2 separate regions of the Mus musculus genome follow, and region 2 is linked to region 1. A link is a contact called in public Hi-C data. All regions are on one chromosome and are shown on one strand. Each heading gives the region's core, a stretch centred on a gene start, on an enhancer-like site or on the middle of the called end of the contact. The rest is flanking DNA. Distances are from core to core; before and after follow the strand shown. Region 1 has its middle 600 kb from the start of 5031426D15Rik. Region 2 has its middle 500 kb from the start of Gm30904.

Region 1 (6,210 bases), core at 2,546-5,045:
AAAGCAATACCATAGAATCTCATGAACATGACTGCCTAGGTGTTAAATGACCCGGGAGGAAATCTATTGATATGCTAATGTGCATAAGGGAAAGCTTCTAAGGCCTCCACTGTGAACAAAATCTACAGTCAATCAAGGAAGGCAGCAAGTGGGAAAAATAGCCTTCTCCTGGGAAGAGCACAACAACTGGCTATCCAACACCAAACAGTCAGTTCTGAAGCCACAGATACAAGGACAACTATACAAACTGAGCAGCTTGTATTGGTGTATTTAAGAATGAAAAAAAAAATATATATATGTGTGTGTGTGTGTGTATGTGTGTGTTTGTGTGTATCTGTGTGTGTGTATACATATATACATACACAAATGTATATAATGGCTGTCAATGTAAAAAGAGGTCATCAATTTGAATGAAAGCAAAGATAGGATAAACCATATATGGCCTTTTTTTTCGGGATGGAAATGGGAAGGGCAGCGATGTAATTATATTCTCAAAATATAAAATGATTGCCTCCTTAAAAGATTTAAGGAAATTTCTACACGAATACAGCCACATTCTTAATGCACTCAGCCCCATGCCTGGCAGGCATCAGTTCACCATTGTTTATTATTTTACAGACAGTGAAGCCATCAGAGAGCTCCAAAACAGTATCTTACTCTCACTCGGTAAGTGTTTCAGCTGAGACAGAAATGGAGTTCTTCGGAGTTGGCATCAGGCTCACAAGAGAAGCTGTCCAGAAAAGAGTGAGAAGTGTCTGGTGGCTGCGTGGGCGTCTGTGGTCATCCACCTAAATATAGAGCTATGGGATGTGTGTTGAAAGACAGGAAGGGATGGGGTCAGATCAGCAAGAGCTGGGGAAAGGGGTGCCTTTGAGCAATTGCAGCCATTCCAGGTGTCAGATCTCAGAGCCCTTGGTTTGGCAGCTTTTTATAGAAATGCCCGTGGAAATATAATGGTAGGCAGGGGTGACCGCAGTTCAGCATTTCAGACACACCATCCTTTCTCTCCAGTGCTGCAGGGGTTATGCTACAAATTGAAAGATCTAGCTACATGAAAAGGAGCTGACACATTGAGCCAGGAAGCCTTTTCTTGTGCAGAATGCTCTGATCTTCAAGTTAGCCAATCTGAAAGGGGCAGTTTTGACACAAATAATTCCACCATTGGCAACTGCGGGAGACTGAAAACTTAACAAAGGGATTAGAAACATGTTGAGGATTGATGAATTAAAAAAAAAATCCAAATATAAATTGGGAACAAGAGACACAGAACATCTCCAGCACTTCATGCCCTGTCAAAAAGATGTATCTTGAACAAAGGGGAAAGAGTAGTCTTAAGGTTATAGGTGCTTTAAAGACATCTTCCTTCAGCGCCATTCCATGTGAGAGTGAGCAGGCCTTCTTCATGCCAGGACATCTCATGGGACTCACCTTTGTTGTTAGTAACCTTTGCAAGCACTGAGACCTGAAGGGGATGTGTGAATGGTTGTTTACTTTCCATACGATATTCCAGGAATTCTGGCATCCAACAAACATCATTTTCCTCAAAATTGAATAAAGGAAAAGAACATTTTACAGAAAAAAAGAAAAACCTGATAGTGAGATAGGGGAAATTGTATACATGTGTTAGAGCCACAGTAGTAAGTTTATCATAAGAATAATTAAGATATTTAAGGAATCAACATGCTAATCAGTCAGAAGAGAACACTAGTGCAAAGAGGGAGGCAGGAAGTACATGCTAGATGTCCCTGTAATGGCATAGGAACCCGGTGTGACTTCCTTTGCTTTACCACCGAGAAGCAGGTTCCATTAATTTTAAAGGTTACTTATGATCACATGGCAGAGAAGAGATCTCAACAGGTGTCTGTAGGGTTTCAGCTCTGAGCTCTTTGTGACAACAGAAGACATTTGACAATGCCAATTCTGTAAGCTAATATTTATCAAACAGTTTTTGAGTGCTGGACTCGCCTGTTGAGATTTTACTTGCATCTAATGATTTTATCTGCTGTTTATGTTGTTGCTGCTTATGTTTACTTTGTTTTTGTTGTGGTTTGAATGATGAATGTTGGCCTTAGTTTCATGTATTTAAATACTTGGTATCCAGTTGCTCTTTCTGCTGCTAGTGCTGCTACTTAAGGAGGGTATGGTACTTTCAGCACTTATGGAGTGCTGAGGGAGCCTTAATGGAGGAAGTGAATCATTCAGAGTGAGCTTTGTATGTATATAGCTAAAGACAGTTTTAGTTTATTCTTTTTTATTTAAATTATTTTATTTATTTATATTCCAGTAGCTGCTCCCCTCCCTCCACCTGCCACAGTTCCTCATCTTATTCCTCCTCCCCCTTGCCTCAGAGAAGCAAGTTGCTCCCCCACTACCAGGCCTCCTCCTTCCCTGGGGCCTCAAGGCTCTCAAGGATTAAGTGACCTTCTCCCACTGAGGCCAGATCAGGTAGACCTCTGCTGTATATGTGACAGGGGCCTCAGATCAGCCCATGTATGCTGTCTGGTTTGTGACTCAGTCTCTGGGAACTCCCAGGGATCTGGGTTAGTTGAGATAGCTGATCTTCTGATTCCTTGGATATGTGTGTGTGTGTGTGTGTGTGTATGACCTTAGCTAAAATGCCCAACAATGGGGAAAGAGACCACCTCCAGTAGATAGACAGAATCTCAAATAGAGGGAAAGGGTTACTAACCCACAGTCAAAATTCCTGAACCAGAATTGCTCCTGCCTATTTGATTCTTTTTTTTTTTTTAAGACAATAGATTTATTCTGGGCATAATCTTAACATAAAGTATAGCTTCTCAAAATTCATATGCCATGGGATAAAATTTTAAGGATTTCCATTCTATGCAAACACCTAGCTTTAATCACTGAAAAGGTAAAATGAAAACTGTTTTAGTCCAGTCTATTCTGCAAAAACAATGATAAGCATTTTAAAAGTGGTCTACAAAAATACAAAAACATCCATGAATACCTGATTTTTGTAGGGTCTGCTTTTGAAAATTAGTTTTGCATTAGTGTTTAATATAGTATTTGATAAAGAAAAATGTATAATATTTGTTGTGGCTCTATTTTGAGACAGAATTTCACTATGTTTCTTTGACTGGGTTGGAACTCTAGAATTTGTGTTTTCCCTAAGCTTTTTGAAACATGGGACTATGGGGACCCAACAGAGATACAATTCTACCCATGTCATTGCTGTACCAAAGAATCCTTAGAGAAATGAAAAAACAAAAAAAATCAAAAAAAAAAAAAAAAAAACCCTCAAGGTGGATTTGCTAGAATCCTAAGAAGGGTGTCTCTCAGTGAAGCTAATTAGGAGGCAGTGGCTTTCTGTTATTCTAAGTGCAAAAGTTTGTAAGAATAGAGCTTGAGCCAAATAGGAAGCTTCGAGTTCATTGCGCAAGAGTGGTCATAAGGATCAGAGAGTTAAGACTATAGGGACAATTACTTAACTAACAGCATACTCAGCTAACATGGAGCCTTGGGTAGGATAGGTGTCTTCCTCAAATGCTGTTCCATTCCCAGCTAGGCATCTGCTTTGGTGGGAGAGCCAGTGGAGGAGAGTTCCCACCTGATGTACAAATGGGGGCAGAGTGGGCAAGGAGGAGGACATGACTTCGATCCTCTGGGCACTGTGAGCTCCTACTGCTCCCGAGAGGGGACTTCCAGCTTTCTTACTTTCCCAATAGTGACTCGCTATTCATGGACAAAAGCATGAGTCAGCATGTCTGTGTCTTGCCAGACGATTTCTGTGTTTATACATCCATATGCTGTAGTGCCTCTCTGTAACTCAGCTCATCTCTCAGCCCTCAGCCACAAGGATCCTGAACAGAGCCCTCCTCCTCTCTCTGCTCCTGAGTACAGATCCATCTTCCTCTGAGAGAGCCACGCAGCTCCAAATACAATTGATTCTAAGAGAAAATTGCCCACCTTTTAGAGTAAATAAAGTTGAGAACGGGGCTGAGCAACTTCATTTCCACTTCCTAGCAGAGCGACTGAAGGCTGAGCTTCCTTCGACTTCAATTGCTCTCCTGAGAAAGTTTTTATTTAGCTTAACAGAAGAAAGCACAGTTTCTAGACCATAGAGGAGGAAAAAAAAAAAAAAAAAAAAAAAAAAGAACATTTCAACTTTGAATTAAAATCTCTCTCTCTCTCTCTCTCTCTCTCTCTCTCTCTCTCTGTCTGTCTTCCTGTTTCTGTCTCTGCCATACTCTTTCCCTGCCTTTCCTTGTATTATTACCAATAGTCAATTATAGCATTATGAACTGTCAACATAATAGATAGAAGTGTGCCATATAAATGACAAGAGAAAAGAATAGGGACAGAACGAAAGGCTCTGAAATATCTCTCTGAAGGCACGTTTGTAAATGACAGAGGAAGCGTTCACAGAGAAGATGGCAGACAAAACCCCAGGACCCTGTGAGGTAAAGACTGCACCTTATTTTCTGTAGAAACTGATGTTTGTGCGCCAGTGAGCAAAGAGGCTAACAAAAAGACACATTGAGTAATGGCCCTCAGATGTCTGTCCTTTGTGTGGCACATGTTGGATGTTACATAAAGCGCTCCTCCCTTTGCCCTCCTACAGGCTTGATATTTCTTTCTTTCTTTTCTTTTCCCTTTTCAAGGATTAAAGGAGACCATCCTACGTGGAGCTGTCAGGCATCAGTCAATGTGGGTTGAAATTAACCACAGAGAGTGACGCCCAACTGGGTTTAATCTGAAGGGAAAACGAAGACACTGTACTCACAAGAAGTTTAAATAATAGCATCTACATTATTTATATCCCCAGGCTTTAATCCAAATAACCAATGGAACAAGAAAAATAAAAAGAATAAAAGGTTGTACACAGTGTTTTGTGCAGTATAGGTGTCTCAAACTAATGAGCCTTCTGGATCCTCGTGCGCTTCTGAATATCACCAGGGGTGATTATAGCTTGCAAAAAAATAGACCAAAAAAAGGCATGCCTTCCTATGTCTTGGGCTGTAATTAAAGCCACAAGCCATCAGAAAGCAAAGAGGCCAGCTGCAGCCTTAAAACCTTTAGCACCCTGGCATTAAAAATAGATTACAGCACAAAATATGTACCCAAAATAATACCAATAAAAAATTTGCACATTTGATTACTATAATTGATTTTTTTCCTTCTAGATATGAATAAATGACCCAGGCTAAATGCCAGTTCCTTGCAAAGAATTTCATTTAAGCTTCACTGAATTGAAAAGGCTCAACCAGACTCAACATTTCCAACTTCCTAGCAAGTAGCAGAAAATCTACCTGACAGTTGCTATGGAAACACGAACAGGAAGAGTGAACCACCAGCCTATAAATCCACAGAGAAACCTTTCTTAATTGGAAGGCCTTTAACCCACACATTTTTCTCATAGCTGCAGAGCTTATTTCTAAAGAGATTATTAAATTCCTCAATTGACTTATGAAGGATGCTTCCCACTATATTACTGTGCTTTGGGTTGCTCATTCTTTATATCTGTTTCCAAAATTACAAAGCAGACCAGGGATAATAAAAGTTAACACAGATGTTTCAACGAAAAATCCATACGATGTTCCGAAAATAACTTCAGAGGCAACTCTGAACACAAAGGAGTCCTGCATGGGTACCAAGATGGGTTGCTGCATTTTGTTTCCAAACCATATGTAAGACACTGAAGGTTTTCAATCCTGCCTGCATCTGCCATGTTACCATAAAAGAAAAATCCTGGTCACACATCGTGATGTTGAAGAAAGCTGCCTGAATTGCAGAAACGAATAAATGAGGTTATGGGATGGGCTACTTTTATACTCACTCCTGACATTTTAGAAAGTTGCTCCTTAGCAGGAATTAGCAAATGCTACTAGCATGTGACTGACCCAAAGAAGAAGCACACAAGTACCACCTAATGTCTCCATGAATTTTAATTGTACTGGCATAGTTTAGTTAATCCATTATGTGATGGAGTTTTTAATATGATATATAGGAGAGGGCAGAGTTATAAGAGAAAACATAGACTATACATACCTGATCAAATCCACACAGGTCCTCCCTGATTTTGTAAGCAGTGTCCCTCCTCCCAGTTCTATTGCTTTCAAGTTGTATCCCGGAGGGGTCCTTAGGTATCTTTATTAATGGCTTTCTTTTCCTGTTGGATTCTCTTCCTAATTACTCCATTTATGTCTTTATTTAGTTTTGTCTCATCACTAGCATTTGTTTCTGCTG
Region 2 (5,939 bases), core at 2,189-4,688, 320 kb after region 1:
GTCAAATGTTATAGCAGGCCTGGGGCTTGAGCCAACTGGAGTTTGGGATTATGGGCACTGACTTCGAACCAGCTACTGGGGCATTTTCCCATCTACTAAAACGTAATGAACTATAAAAAGATATACAGGAAACTTAAATATGTGTCATTAAGTGAAGTATATCCATCTAAAAAAACCCTACATGCTACATGATTCAATCTCTTAGCATTTTGGAAACGAAATGGAAAGATTCAAGCTGTCAAAAGATTGGTGGTTTCCAGAGAGTAGGGCAGTGTGGAATAAGTAGAACATTGGAGAACTGGAAGACAGCAGGATTCTTCTACATGGTAAATACTTATAATTGTATACTTGTGGAAGTGCACAGAACACTAGCAGTGGTCCCTAATGGAACTCTGACCTTTGCATAGTAATGATGTGTCAGCATGTAGCTTTATTGCTTGTAACAATGTGCCTGCTAGTGTTACACAGCTGTAGAGAATTAGTCTATACAAGGTATGGGAGGAAACTCCATACTTCCTCTTAGTGTAAGAACCTAATTATTTTTGCCATTCATGATTCTTACTTCAATAAAAATAAGTTATTTGTAACAGTTTCTAATTGCAAATTTGTCTGATAAAGTTTATAAAAAATAAATTATTTGGGAAAATATCACTTTAAATTAAATTAACCTTAACACATAGCAGGTTGATTTCTTTTGTTATGACTATTCTGTGTTTAAACTGTCACTCAGCAGATTTGAAAGGCTGGGAACAGTAAGACATGAAGAAAGAAAGTTCAGCTTCTCTGAGTAATAAAAAAAAAGCATCCATATTTAAATCACTGCCATTATTAACATTTTGAAGGTTACTTAGCAAGTTTATAAAAAATGTCTTCTGCTTAAAATTTTAATTGTAAATTCTCAACTTGGTTTTCATTTATCTAAGAGCTTTTATGTGAGATGATAGACTATAAATGTTATGCTAAATCGACCCCTCCATGCACTAGATCTGGTAGCTCAGTGGGAGAACCTGTGCTTAGCATGCTGCAAGCATTGGATCCAATCTCCAATGTTCTAAGTAAAACACTGAATGAAGACTTTACGTATTCACATACTGCTTTATGCTCTAGTTTTTCCAGACAGTCCTATATAAGATATGTTTTTTATTAAAGAAAAGGAATTAAATAAAGTTATGAACAAATGATTTCCAGGAACCAATATTTCTATTTCTAGACACCTACAGGATTAAATAATGGAAAGCTTCGCAATAAAATTACAATACAAATTCTGTCTTAAAATTTCCATGTGAATGTTAACCTTTAGAGTTTATTATATACATACTGCACAGATTATATTTAGAGATATGTAGGAGGTACTTGGTATATGTGGGAGGGTTTAGAGAAAGTAAAGGAGAAAATGAAATTATATTAGAATCTCAAAAACCAAAAAGAGGTTATTCTAACAGCATTTCCCAGAGACAGTAGAGCTGATGTACATATGACCACACAGAGGCTGTTACAGCAGGCACAAGACCTGCACAAGCTCAAATCAGATAAAATCCCAGTATGGAAGATAGATAGAAACAAATTCCCGTTCATATCTAGCAAGCTATTTGCAATTGATACCTGCTGGGAAATAGAAAATCAATTTTCTCCATTGAAGCATCACTTGTCACGCCAATCACACTCTACAGCAGGTCTCAAACCCAGGAACAGTTGGCCCACACATAACAGACTCCATTTTGAGATGCTCTATCTGTTTTGTTTTGCTTGTTTGCTTTGAATATGTGCCTTTTGTTTTTGTTTTTTAGGTTGTCTGAGAGTAGGGGTTGGAGGAGTAAGAGACAGAACATGAAACTGGGTGGGTAGAGAGATGGGAACATCCAGGGCGTGTTAGGACAGAGGAAAGACTGATCACAATATACCGTATGTAAGAAGAGTATATTCAGTTTGTGGCAGATAGCTTTAAAGTATTTATAGCCACATGCTACTTAACTCATGATAATATATGCAATATATGTCTAAATAGCTATTGTTCAGTGGTCAGCCCTGAAAACACACATACCAGGAACATTATACAGACTGAGCAGTTCATATTTAGAAATATGTATGTTTACACATACATGCGCATAATAGCAACTAATGAGAAAAGAGACCATAAACTTGAAAGAGAAAATGCAGGGGTTTATAAGTGGGTATGGAGGGAGAAAAGGGAAGGGAGAAATTATATATTATAATGTCAAAAATAAAAGAAAAAATTGAAAATATTTAACAAAGAAAATCTTATGCAGGTGCTTCATTAATGTTTGTTTTCTTCTATTATCCAGGTTTTATGAGAAAATAACTCATAATCATGTATTTAAAAGACAGAAAAATGCATTCCAAGAAAAAAGATAACTTTTAGAAAGGAATACTTGAAAACTCACTGCTTGAGCAAACACGTGCTACTTTCATATGTCTACACTGAAAAGGGATACTCCCCATTATCTATCATCTGCTGAGAAGTTACCTGCACTGCTGATCATGGAGACAGATGTGTTTTACAATAATTTTCTATACCAAAATCTCCTTCTTGCTTTACTGTGCTGGCAGACACAAGCCAATGGCTGGAAAGGTAAAAGTGTTTACTCCGTTAGGAGAGAGGGGAAAGTTAGATATCAGTCTGAAGGTACTTGAAAGCCCAAGAGACAGCGTTTTGAAGGCTGAGTCCAAGTATGAAAAAAAGTCCCTGTGTAGAGGAGTCTAAAAGAAAGTGGAAATGCCAGAACTTGGCAGAAAGGTAAGAAAGCAAAACATAAAGTCTCAGATACTGCAGAGGAGTTGGCCCCAATTTCCTCTCAAATTGCTGAATTGTATCGTGTCTGTAGCTCTGGGTGACGCACTTACTGAGTGTTAAGGGAAGAGCTAATGAAGTTACGGGAACACTGGCAATTATTTTTGAAAAGTCTTCTAGGATTGGGAAGGCAATAAGTTGTAGAGGTGCAATTTTATTTTAAGGCTCCATATTTTTTTCTGATATTCAGAAAGCACTGGAGCATACCCCATGTACTCACTGACCAGGTAATCCAACTACAAACAAAATGTCTCCCTTCATATTGGCCTGAAGGTAAAAAAAATAATTCTGACAGTCAGCAATCAAAATCAGTAGAGAACTAGGGACTGGGGCATTTGTGTGCAAGCTAAGAATCAAGTAGTACTAGGACAGGCGAAAGGGAATGTGGGCTATTGTGAAGAGGGTATTGAACTCTTAGAATAAAGATAATCAACTGCTTTGAAATGATTGAGGGGTTTCCTATTCACATTTGCCTAGAGAGGAATATTGCTTCATGACTAAAAGACTGGTAAGATATTCAAGACAAATCAAACATAATAAGCTAGGCAGATGGCTCAGTCAGTAAACTGCTAACCATGTAAGCAGAGAAACCAGCACTTTTAGAACAACTAAAAAGGTAGCTATGGTGGCATAGTGTTAGACTGATAAAGTGACAGGAACAAGCTGGGAGCCACTAGTCTAGCAGAATCAGCTCTATATGTGCGTGCACGCGCACACACACACACACACACACACACACACACATACACACACACACATACACACACACACACACACACACATACACACACACACACACACACACACACACACACACACACACACACACCACATGATAAATGGAAGAAAAGGAACACATGATGAATAAGATGCTGTCACTTCATGTATGGAGAAAACCTCGGAGCGCCTGCAAAGATTTCAGCACGAGGTCTGTTTGGTTGTGCTATGTCCTATCTTCTTCAATGATCCAAGGATGAGTAGAAAATAACATCTGCAGATGCCACATGAAAGGGGCGCTGAAAACATCAATCAGGAGCTGGAAAAAATAATCATTACTGTCAGGGAACCAGGAATTAAAAGATGTGCAGGACATTACAAATGAGGTCTGAGTAGGAGACTATAAGCTGATAACACTAAAAGAGAATGCACTGAAGCACAGGAGGAAGCTACGGTTAGAAATGTAGAGAAGCGTTCGGAGGGTTAGTGTAAAGTGTCTGTGCCTCCAAGGATGCTCCACAGGAGCTGTCACTACATCTGTCACAAGTTCACATCTGGGGAGGTCATAGGCCTTAGCAGGGCACTCTTGGTAATATTTTAAAGTGCAATAGTCATGCTGTAAGCCTGCCCTCTTACCTCCTATGCTTATACTCATGAACTCGTGCTCTTCATAACCTTGGTCACAGGAGCTTCCTTTCCAGTGGATAGGGGTTGAATCTTAGCGCTAGTTGAGGAGCTATCCGAGGTTGGTGATTGTTAAGGGACAGGGAGTCACTTTTCTTTGGGGATGTGGTTGCTTGTCGGTTGTCCATGCCACAGTTAAAGACTCCACACAATCATATATGATCAGTGCTAATTTAGGGGGATATTAATAATATGGCTTGGTGGATCTCAAGGGCAGTTAGAGGGAGGGAGTAAAGAGTAATGAGACCATAATTCACTATTTTCACATATGAAAACTTAAAAAACATAAATATTAATGTAAAACAAGATTTAAAATATAAATTCCAGTTAGCTCAATGAGAAAAACACAAAGCAAGCAAGCAAACAAACAAAACAACAACAAAACCAACCAAAACCCAAAACAAAACAAAACAAAGAAATAACTTACTGTATCTCTAGTCCTAGGGTATCATACGCCTTCTTTTGGCCTCTGCTGACACTATATATATATAGTGTAATACATACACTCAAGCAAACACTTATACACAATAAAAATAAGTCTATCTTTATAAAAAGTTCAAGAAATAGAAAGATTAAGAGAAAACATCTTTGTGTACAGCCAAGCATACTGAAATTTAGTAATATTTAATTCTTCCCTACACTGGATGGATGGATTAATGTGTAAATAGCTGCCTCTGCAAGCAATAGAACCTGAGTTTGAATCAACAGTACTGAGGTGAAAGTCGGGGATGCCTACATGTGCCTATCACCATAGCACGGTGGGAATGAGATAGAAGGAGCTCACTGGCAAGCAAGTCTAGTAAAAATAGTGAACCAGGATTTCAGTGAGACCCTATCTCTAGAGAAATAGGCGTACAGTGTTAGATGGGGACACTCGGTGTTCTCTTTTGGCCTCCACATATCTGCCTCCCACCCACATATGCACACCCATACACACCATATACACACAAACAAAAACCAAACCAAACCTAAGAATTACTTATTCCAGAAAATATTTAAGGGTGAGCTTGGTACAGCAAAGATAAAAACTGTGTACAAAATTTGTTTCCGAAAATGATAACAACAAGTTCTTCTATGCTATTAAGATCAACACACAATGACTAAGTAGTGGATTCAGTAATTAAGATCACTTGCTGATCTTTCAGTGGAATCAGGTCTAATCCCCAGCCATATTGAGAACAACTGAATGTAACTCTAGTTTCAGGGTATCTGATGTTATCTTTTGGCCTCTGCTGGTGCCAGACATATATGTAGTACAATACATACATTCAGGCAAATTCTTGTACACAATAAAAATAAGCAAATCTTTATAAAATGATCAATTGATAATTATCAAATAACTAGAATAATCAGTCTAATAATTGATTAACTGAGGATGTCATTATGTGAAAAAGAATATTCTAGTTGTGTAGCCCAACCAAACATTATGACACATTTCCTAACCTCTTGAGGTTAAATATCTAATCTAGTCTTAGAAAAGAGAGCAGAGGTAGGAACAAATAGAAATTAATGCATCTTGTCTTAAAATGACTAGCGACTGAATCCACAGTTTATATAGATGGATATGAAAGATCAGTAACTCTATGGACTCATAAGTAAATATGCAATACATGTGTAAATTACCCAGAGTTAGGATTTAAAGAGAACGAGATAATTCCATGTGCTAATAAAATGTGTTTGGTGAATAAGTCAGAAATGTAATAAAAAATAAATGATCCATTATGCATAA

Evidence for each region. Hi-C and Micro-C count contacts between places; a contact is called where the count stands out from the background.
Region 2: a contact with region 1 is called in a Hi-C map of cortical neurons, with 2.6 times the contacts expected there. The contact joins two enhancer-like sites. A contact is called at or near these places in 2 of 484 Hi-C or Micro-C datasets (cerebral cortex and cortical neurons) and 1 of 115 datasets of contacts at active chromatin or transcription factors (neural progenitor cells).

What each region holds. Positions count from the first base shown.
Region 1 is chr2:7,526,091-7,532,300 of GRCm38.p6, forward strand. No RefSeq gene overlaps it. Among named protein-coding and RNA genes, the nearest start is that of 5031426D15Rik, 600 kb to the left of the region's middle. Within about 2 kb of position 3,796, at least 30 of the 459 cell types and tissues checked have an H3K27ac peak or open chromatin away from gene starts, as enhancers often do. A contact at or near this core is called in cortical neurons, where this site is marked.
Region 2 is chr2:7,844,278-7,850,216 of GRCm38.p6, forward strand. No RefSeq gene overlaps it. Among named protein-coding and RNA genes, the nearest start is that of Gm30904, 500 kb to the right of the region's middle. Within about 2 kb of position 3,439, at least 4 of the 459 cell types and tissues checked have an H3K27ac peak or open chromatin away from gene starts, as enhancers often do. A contact at or near this core is called in cortical neurons, where this site is marked.